2 separate regions of the Mus musculus genome follow, and region 1 is linked to region 2. A link is a contact called in public Hi-C data. All regions are on one chromosome and are shown on one strand. Each heading gives the region's core, a stretch centred on a gene start, on an enhancer-like site or on the middle of the called end of the contact. The rest is flanking DNA. Distances are from core to core; before and after follow the strand shown.

Region 1 (3,968 bases), core at 893-3,392, 58 kb before region 2:
CACCTAGCCGACCTCTTGGGTCACACCTCACCAAGGCTGTCACCCAGCCGACCTCTTGGGTCACTCCACACCAAGGCTGTCACCCAGCCGACCTCTTGGGTCACTCCTCACCAAGGCTGTCACCCAGCCGACCTCTTGGGTCACTCCTCACCAAGGCTGTCACCCAGCTGACCTCTTGGGTCACACCTCACCAAGGCTGTCACCCAGCCGACCTCTTGGGTCACACCTCACCAAGGCTGTCACACAGCCGACCTCCTGGGTCACTCCTCACCAAGGCTGTAACCCAGCTGACCTCTTGGGTCACTCCACACCAAGGCTGCCACCCAGCTGACCTCTTGGATCACTCCTCACCAAGGCTGCCACCCAGCCGACCTCTTAGGTCACTCCTCACCAAGGCTGCCAAGCTTCTTCAGTGCTGCATTCTTAGCTCTCTGCCATGCAGGGAATGGATTTTCCCGTTAGTTCCGCCATTTAAGACCCAAGACTCTCCTACAAAATGGCCTTCCTGCTTCTTCCTAATGAGTTCTAAAGTGTTAACCATAGAGCCTTGTAAATTCTCCTACCAAAACATGTCGTCCAGGCTGGGGGATGGTTCAGTGGATGAAATTTTGCTGTCCAAGCATGAGAACCCGTGTTCAGATCTTAGCACCCATGCAAAAAGTTAACAGATTCTGGGGGATTGATAGCCAGCCAGTCTAGTCTAAACAGGTTCCATGAGAAACTACCTTATCTCAAACACAAGGGAGAGAGAGAGAGAGAGGCAGCCAGCATCTGCCTCTGGCCTCCATATATACAAGTATGAGCAAACACACCCCACAAACATACACTATGCATGTACTCATACACATATGCACATACACACACACATACAGAGTTTTAGTTCTTTGTTGGACAACATGAGATGTTTTCATTGAAAGTGTAATGCTGTATGTGGCCCACAAGCCCCTACCCTATCCTCACACAGCAACTTCTGTCTAGATCCATCCATCACTCACAGGTTCCTCTCCTTTCCCATCTTTGAGGTTGGGGGCGGGGTGTGAAGTGACCACGCGTATTGAATCTTACTGACTCTCCCATCTTTGAAAGCTCAGTTCCTCTTGATGGAGAAGCTTCCAGCCTCTCTGCTGAGACACCCCTGTGTGCTGCTGCCCTGTGTAGACCTGAGCTGTAGCTTCCAGCCTCTCTGCTGAGACACCCCTGTGTGCTGCTGCCCTGTGTAGACCTGAGCGGTTGAGCTCATCCACGGGGCTTTGTTCAGGTGTCTGGGAGTTCCCAAAAGACAGAGGCCTGTCTGACTCATTCCTGTCTCTAAGTCACGGTGTGGATGTCAGACCAAAGCAAAGCAATCGTTGTTGTCTGAATTAAATCCAGGCCTTTGCATGTCCCCAACAGAAATTTCCAGCTTTAATGTGTAAGCTTACCATGGTCTCTTTAAGGGGTTGGGGGAGACTTGAAGGTTCTTTCTCATAGCAAGAAACCTCTGTAATATCTGTCTCTTAACATTTGGTCCTGTGTGTCCCTTTCTCTCACCATTCCAGAGTTAGTGTCACCAGCAGCATAATAAAATGAGCACCTATCACTTGAGAGACAAGGTTACCAAGCAAGGCTTTGTTAAACAGGGCAGCCGAGGTCAAAATGGTGGAGTAGGAAGCTGTAGACACGTTTCCCCACAGGAACGAGGAAACAAACAAAAACGTGCCAAGGCCAGCACTTTCTGCGAAATGGGGAAAACTGTGCAGCAGCTGTGCAAACACGATTACGCAGCTGGGGTGGGAAACACCACCTTCAAAATGACAGGGAAGTCCTGAAGAATTTTCACATTGGGCCCATCCCTCTGCCCAGAATGGAAGCCAGAATCCAGTTCCCTCTTTCAAACCAGAGCAGGAACAGACCTTTGAAATGTATTGAGAATGGTTGTTTCGATCTTACACCTGATACTTAGACAGTAATTCTGTTCGTGGGCAGTGACTCCTCACCCAGGTTCACCAGTAAGCAAAAGTGTCTCCAGGCCTGGCATCTGTGACGTGTACTCCTCGCTGCTCTGGGACAGCCATCTGCTTGCCTCTTCGTAGGCATGTGAATCACTAAGGTGTGTCTGTCTGAAAGCCTGTTGCTTGCCCCGCCTCATCAGGGTGCAAGAGATAAGACGAACTGAGTCAGCATCTTTCACAGTGTGCTGTCCAGACCCCTAAACCTCCCAGTCACTGTCCTGAACTGCCACTCACCTGACATCTCAGGAATAGCCTCGCCTGTAGACAGATCACCTCATGGTGAGATCGCCTCCAACCCAAAGCCACCATCTTGTGGGAACTGACTTATCCCCTCAGGCAGTGAGGGTTTCTTCCTTCAAGGACCCTGTGAAACTGGAGCTGAGATACTGACCAAGCCGACCACACCTTGGCCAAGGCCATTTAGCTATGCAGGCCTCTTGCCCTAGACCCCACCCTTCCCTACGTGAACCTCACACTCACATCAACGTCCCAAGGACAGACTGGAGAAGTCACTGACCTCTTTATTTTGTATGTCCCAACACGGCAATAGCCATTAAATCTCCTTCCTGCAGTGGCTGGGGAGAGAGGGCTCAGTCAGTACAATGCTTGCTGCATGTACAAGACGTCCTGAATTCAGATCTCCAGGGCCCATGTAAAAGGCAGACTTGGGAGTTCCTGTCTGTAACCTCAACACTGAGGGCACGGAGACAGGAGGAACCCCGGGCTCAGCGGCTAGCCAACAGCCGACCTCAGTTAGCAGCTGGTTCATTATCTCCAAAAGTAAACAGTGATTGAGGAAGGAAGACACAAAACCTTGACCTGTGGCCTTCATGGACATAAGCACACACCCATAAACACACACACACTCACACACACACACACATACACTCACACACACATACTCTCACATACACACACTCACACACACACACACCTCCATTTTTTTGCTTTCAATCATTGATTTAATTGGTATGTTTGCCTAAGTGCTGGGGTTTTTGCTGTAACATGGCAATAATCCCTCTGGGGTGGATGTCTAAGGGATACCACACACAAAGGACACAAGGTAGACTATTTACTCATAGTTGTCTCAACAGAAATGATGGTGATGAAAACACTTAGTTAAGGGGCAGCCTGGTTGGAGGAGCATTTGCCTGGTGTACTCAAAGCCCTAGATTCAATCCAAGCACCACATAAACTGGGCATGGTGACACATGCCTACAATTACAGCACTCTGGAGGTAGAGGCAGGAGGATCAGGAGGAAGGGAGGGAGAGAGAGAGGAGGAGAGGGGAAGGAGTGGGAGGGGGAAGGAGGGAGAGAGGGAGGGAGGGAGGAGAGAGAGAGAGAGAGACTACTTAAGGACTATAGAGGTTGAAGCAAAATTCTTTTGGCAAACAGGACCTAGAAAGGAATTGTGTTCATAAAGGAGTTTGGAAAGCAATGCTTTCCAAATGTCCAATGCCCAGGCAAGACACATGCCCAGGAAAGACTTGAGAAAGCCTTGAACACTCGTCTTGGATTGATCCCAAAGCGAGAGCAACTACAAGTTGACCTTCAGGATCTTAGGAGTCTCCCTGAGAGCTGAAGGTGGGCTCGGGCACTCAGCTGCAAAGACTGGGGGCACACGCTGGGCATCTCTTAGTCTATTCTGGTTTTGTATTTCTTGTTCTTTTTTTTTTTTTTTTTTTTTGATTTTGGAGTTTTGTTTATTTGCTTCCTTCTTTGTAGATTTAGCTCCTGTTCTTCAATAAAACTCAAAGTGTTAGTTAAACATGGACAAGATGAATGGAAACTTCAGTGGCCCCTCCAATAAATAATCTTTATAAAAGCAGTCTAGGGGAAGTCTCAGAACAAACAAGCCAGTGTGGCTCTTACCAATTTAAAAAAAAAAAAAAAGTTTTTTTAGGCCAATTTGGTGAAAGAGAAGTACCTGGTTTTCAGAGTTACTAAATTATATTTTTTTACATACCTAGCTGAA
Region 2 (4,637 bases), core at 520-3,019:
TAACTCTGCAGTGAGGGCTGTGGGAACGTTTCCTTTGCTTTTCAGTTACTTTGTATCTGTCCTACACCTTACTCAAAGGGTTGAGACTAGGCATGCCTCTACAGAGTTCTGCAGCTGTATGGTTCCCTTCCAGGACCATCTCCCACCAACAGTTAAGTGTCCACTTAACCCAGGGAAGGTTGTATTTCCTACAAATAAAATTTCTGTTGCTCACTTTATCCACAAAGAGTAAAGAGGGAAAGGATAAAGAGGGGGAGGGGTAGGAAGGGAGGGAGGGAGAGGAAAGTCCAAGGTAGAAGAAAGGGAGGCTGGAAATGCTGGTTAATGTGTTATTTGTTGGACCCTCTCGAATGTAAATGAAGGACAATGTCCACCTTGTAAACGCTAAGATGATTTTCAAGGCAGGGGTATCTCTCGAGGATGTCAAAGGAAGTCCTGTGGCATAAGGGTCTCAGAAGCAAACAAACAAAAAGTGTCTTACTATTTCCGCTCATGATCTCCATATAATGTAATGAGATAATCTGGTCAAAGTCACTTCAGGGTGGGGGAATCATAAAGAGACTTGTAACTGGAACCAGAAAGTCTGCAGGCTTGGAGTGGCCTAGTACAACCTTCTGTTCTTCATTTATATGTGGTATCTTTGGACTGGAATTCTGTCTGTGCCCCTAAATTTAAATTTCGAAGAGGCTCTGATTGGACCGGAATGTAATTTGCTATGTCAGGTCATTGTTATGGCAGAGGCTGGTAGGCTGTGGGTCACCTCTTGCCTAACCCATTGGAATAATAGGGTGTAGACATGGAAAATGGGGTAGTCTCTGGCTCAGGACGTGGTTCAGCAATGGTGCATTTGCTTAACTTGTGCAAAGCCCTGGCTTTGACCCTCAGCACGACAAGGAATCATTTTTAATTTGTTTTAAGGAATTTCTCCTGAGGGAACACAGGTGAGCAAGGCACTGAACACATGCAGTTACTGTGAAGGAATTAAAAAGAATTCCCCAAGTTTAAACCTCCAGGCTCCCTTGCGAGGCTAGAGTCTGTTCTCAGCCCATCTAAGTCTCGGCCTGATCACCTTGAGTATCTGAAGACCCTGCTTAAGAAGGAGGAAAAGGTGTGTAAATAATTTAAGTTATTTTTATGTAATTCTTCAGGTGCTATGGTATAAAAATTTGCCAGAGCAAAGACTACATCTTCTCCATAACCATGCCCTCCATAGGCTTGGCCTGGTTCCTTTACTCTCAATAATGTATTTGGCCTTGATAATGCAAAATTGAATGCAGTCATCCTCTCTGCAAGTCCAACACATAGATAATACTTCCTATCCGGTAAAACAGCAAAACTCCTAATGTGTTTGTGCTGGTTCCAGCCCACATCCTGCTATTGGTGAAAGACTCTCAGGAACAGTTTCTGGTTCTGCTTGTCCCTTTTTTAAAACAGACAAACAAAACAAAACACCTGATGTGTGACAAGTAGAGATGACTTGCTGGAATCAGTTCGTTCCTTCCACCTCATAGGTCTGAGATTCAATGTGGGTTGTCAGGCTTAACCAGTGAGCACCCTTACCTGTGGAGCCATCTTGCAGGCCCAGTCTTAAATGAAACAAAAACCAACCACTCATAGGCACGAAGAAGTAAGGTTCCAGCCTCTTTCCTTGCCCTTCGCTCCCGTTCAGAAGTCAGGAAGGCCTTCTGTGACCCAGAAATCTAGATGCGTTGCCCTTTGCCTGTGTCTCAGAGATGCCCTTTGGAGCCAATCAATGTGGCTGGAGGCCATTCGTCCCGACTAAGAAGCCTGCTCACCACCAGGAGAAATTTCCTGTGCTGGCTGACAACCTTAGTGTACAGATTCTTATCACTAAATCAACACAGCCAGGCTCCCCAAGGGACGGCTTTTTTCCTGGTAGAGCATTTCCTACCAGTTCTTACTCTGTCACGTTGATAAGTGTGCTGATTTTTTTTTTATGCCACCTTGACTAGGCACTGGCGCGTTCTAGCGACTGTCAAAGATGGATGTGTGCAACATCTGTTCTGCCAAAAAATATGGATTTCATTCAAGTATAGCTTTATGTCTAAGTAGGGATGGAGAATCTGGCTAGAAGACATAGCCTGGGGCTGTGTTATCTCCAGCTTATCTGTACCTGTCTCTCTCTGTCCCTCTCTTTCCTTTTCTTCCTTTTCTTCTCCATTCCTCCCCCTCTTTCTTCCACTAAACCTGAATGCTTTTGCCGGGAAATTGTTCTTTGATTTACCCTGGCCCCACCGATCCCTGTCATTGGCCCAGTCAGACATGTTCATACCCAGCAATTAGCACCAACCGTAATTGCCAACCATTCTGGATTTTCTTGGCTCTGCAGGCCTAAGGCTGAGCCTCTATCTCTGCAGGCAACAGGACAAACTCTCTGACAAGTCAGAGAGGCCTGGGTACTCAAGACAGCTTTCCAGTTTTGTTAGGTAAAGAGCCCACCCTGTAGACAACACTTGGTAGAACCAGAGTGCCAGGCCACACTAGCTTCTCTGTACTCTGTGATATCTCGCATGAAGAACTCTCCATAAACACAAGCACAATGCCAGTGATACTTACAGTGGCTGACAGGGACTCAGGGACAGCTCCATGGTTCTTCTCAGAGTTCAGCGTTTGAGCTGTCTCTTGAAGACTTGCTTACTTGTTTGTGTGGTTCATGTGTTTGTGTGTTTGAATCAAGCACACACACATACTGCCTACTCACACATCCCTTAAGGTCTTTATCTATCTACCCACCTTCTTTTCCTTACATTTCCTTTACTGAAGGAGTTGCCACTGTCCTGTAGAAGGCCCTGTACTCTGAGCCTATGGGCTCATCCTTATGATATCATCTAGCTCTATAGGCTGCATCCTTATGGTATCAGGAACCATTGCATCCAGCTCAGCTGGCCAGGTGCTTGCCTAAGACCCATGAGCTCTGGGCTCCATCCTCGGCATGGCAGAGACTGGACTTGGTGGTACATGCTAATAAGCCCAGCAATTGGAGCATGGTGGCAGTAGGGTCAGACGTGGAAGGTCATCCTCGGATACATGCTTTAGGTGCCAGCCTTCGATCTCTAAGATGCTGTTTTCCAAAAAGGTTAGAAATGTTGTCCAATCCCCTGTGATTTGAAGAGCAAGAACATTCAACTTGAGTGTGTTTACTTTCTCATAGTTACAAAAGACACACAGTGGCTCCTGTCTCTCTGTTTTGGGCTATTGAGATTGATCAGTATGCTCAGGCGTGGTCAGGCTGAGTCCATTAGAGAATTCCATTAGAGCCAGGTGGTGGCGGCACAGGCCTTATCCCAAGAGGCAAAGGCAGGCAGATCTCTGAGTTTGAAGACAGCCTGGTCTACATAACAAGTTCCAGGAGAGCCAAGGATACACAGAGAAACCCTGTTAAAAATATAATTAATAATAATAATAATAATAATAATAATAATAATAATAATAAATAACCCCCTGTTGATTTTTAACTGCAGATTCAGTAGCCACTGATGAACATAACCTGGATCCAGCCAATATTTCCCCAGGGTGGCAACATCATCTGTCCCTCTTCATTGATTAGCTCATCTGTCCCTCTTCATTGATTCATTGATTAGCTAGAATTTACTTTTTCCATGTATGCTTCTCTATCATCTATTGGTTACCATAAAATTTAATTAGTCTTCCTATTCCAGGAAAGGAAGAAAGTTTCACTATTTCTTTTTTGTTACTGGGTTTCCAAAGTCTCCAAAGATGACCAAAGCATTTTTATTTATTTATTTATTTTATTGGTTTTTCGAGACAGGGTTTCTCTGTATGGCCCTGGCTGTCCTGGAACTCACTTTGTAGACCAGGCTGGCCTCAAACTCAGAAATCCGCCTGCCTCTGCCTCCCGAGTGCTGGGATTAAAGGCTTGTGCCACCACGCCTGGCGACCAAAGCATTTTTTAATTTGGGTTTTTGTTGTTGTTGATGTGGATTTTCTTTGCTTGTTTTGAGCTTTTTGTGTGTGTGTGCTTTTGTTTTTGTGTGTGTAACTGTGTGTGTGTGTGTGTGTGTGTGTGTATCTATGGTGTTTGTGTGTCTGTATGTATCTGTGTGTGTGTGTGTGTGTGTGTGTGTGTTTGTATAACGACTTAGTAGGAATAAGTTCTGCCCTTCTATCATGTGTGTTCTGGGGACTAACTTCAGACCACTGGGCTTTCTTGCTTACCCATAAAACTACCTAAGAGGCCCCAGTTCAGCCTAGGACTCCAGCCCATGGGGTGATACCTTTCCTCCTTAGCTAAACTCTTCTTGAAACATCCTCCTACGAGCCCAGAAGTTTGTCTCCCAGGGATTCTAAGTCCTGTCAAGTTGACAGTCAGTACTAACCATCACATCCACTCTCAAATCCTAGCATCTCCCAGCATGTCTCATCAGACACGTCTCCCAACTTTGTTTCTGTTTTGCTGGATTTAGTAGTTCATGCTAGTGCTCCTAGCTACTTCCAGTCTGCCTGGTTTATATAATGGGACCCAGTGCACAGAGGGGGAGGGAGCTGGAGAGAGAAGGATTGAGGATGAGGAAGGGAAAGAAGGGAGGAAGAAAGTCCTGTCACCCTGGGGACCCCATTTGGACCTGAAAACTCAGGCATGCTTTCAGCCTCAGGTT

The links. A called contact is a pair of places that touch in the nucleus more often than the background predicts.
Region 1: a Hi-C map of colon epithelium shows a contact between it and region 2, with 3 times the contacts expected there. The contact joins two enhancer-like sites. A contact is called at or near these places in 1 of 39 promoter capture datasets (embryonic stem cells), 2 of 15 datasets of contacts at CTCF or cohesin (both in embryonic stem cells), 65 of 484 Hi-C or Micro-C datasets (2-cell embryo, the AML12 cell line, CD4 T cells and 35 more), 26 of 115 datasets of contacts at active chromatin or transcription factors (CD8 T cells, DN3 thymocytes, the HPC-7 cell line and 15 more) and 4 of 9 other capture datasets (adipose tissue, embryonic tail, liver and 1 more).

What each region holds. Positions count from the first base shown.
Region 1 is chr3:31,132,630-31,136,597 of GRCm38.p6, reverse strand. No RefSeq gene overlaps it. Among named protein-coding and RNA genes, the nearest start is that of Cldn11, 15 kb to the left of the region's middle. Within about 2 kb of position 2,142, at least 75 of the 459 cell types and tissues checked have an H3K27ac peak or open chromatin away from gene starts, as enhancers often do. A contact at or near this core is called in colon epithelium and pancreatic islet, where this site is marked.
Region 2 is chr3:31,073,178-31,077,814 of GRCm38.p6, reverse strand. All of the region lies in intron 1 of Gm33694 (a long non-coding RNA gene), which reads left to right. Among named protein-coding and RNA genes, the nearest start is that of Gm33694, 4.4 kb to the left of the region's middle. Within about 2 kb of position 1,769, at least 21 of the 459 cell types and tissues checked have an H3K27ac peak or open chromatin away from gene starts, as enhancers often do. A contact at or near this core is called in colon epithelium and pancreatic islet, where this site is marked.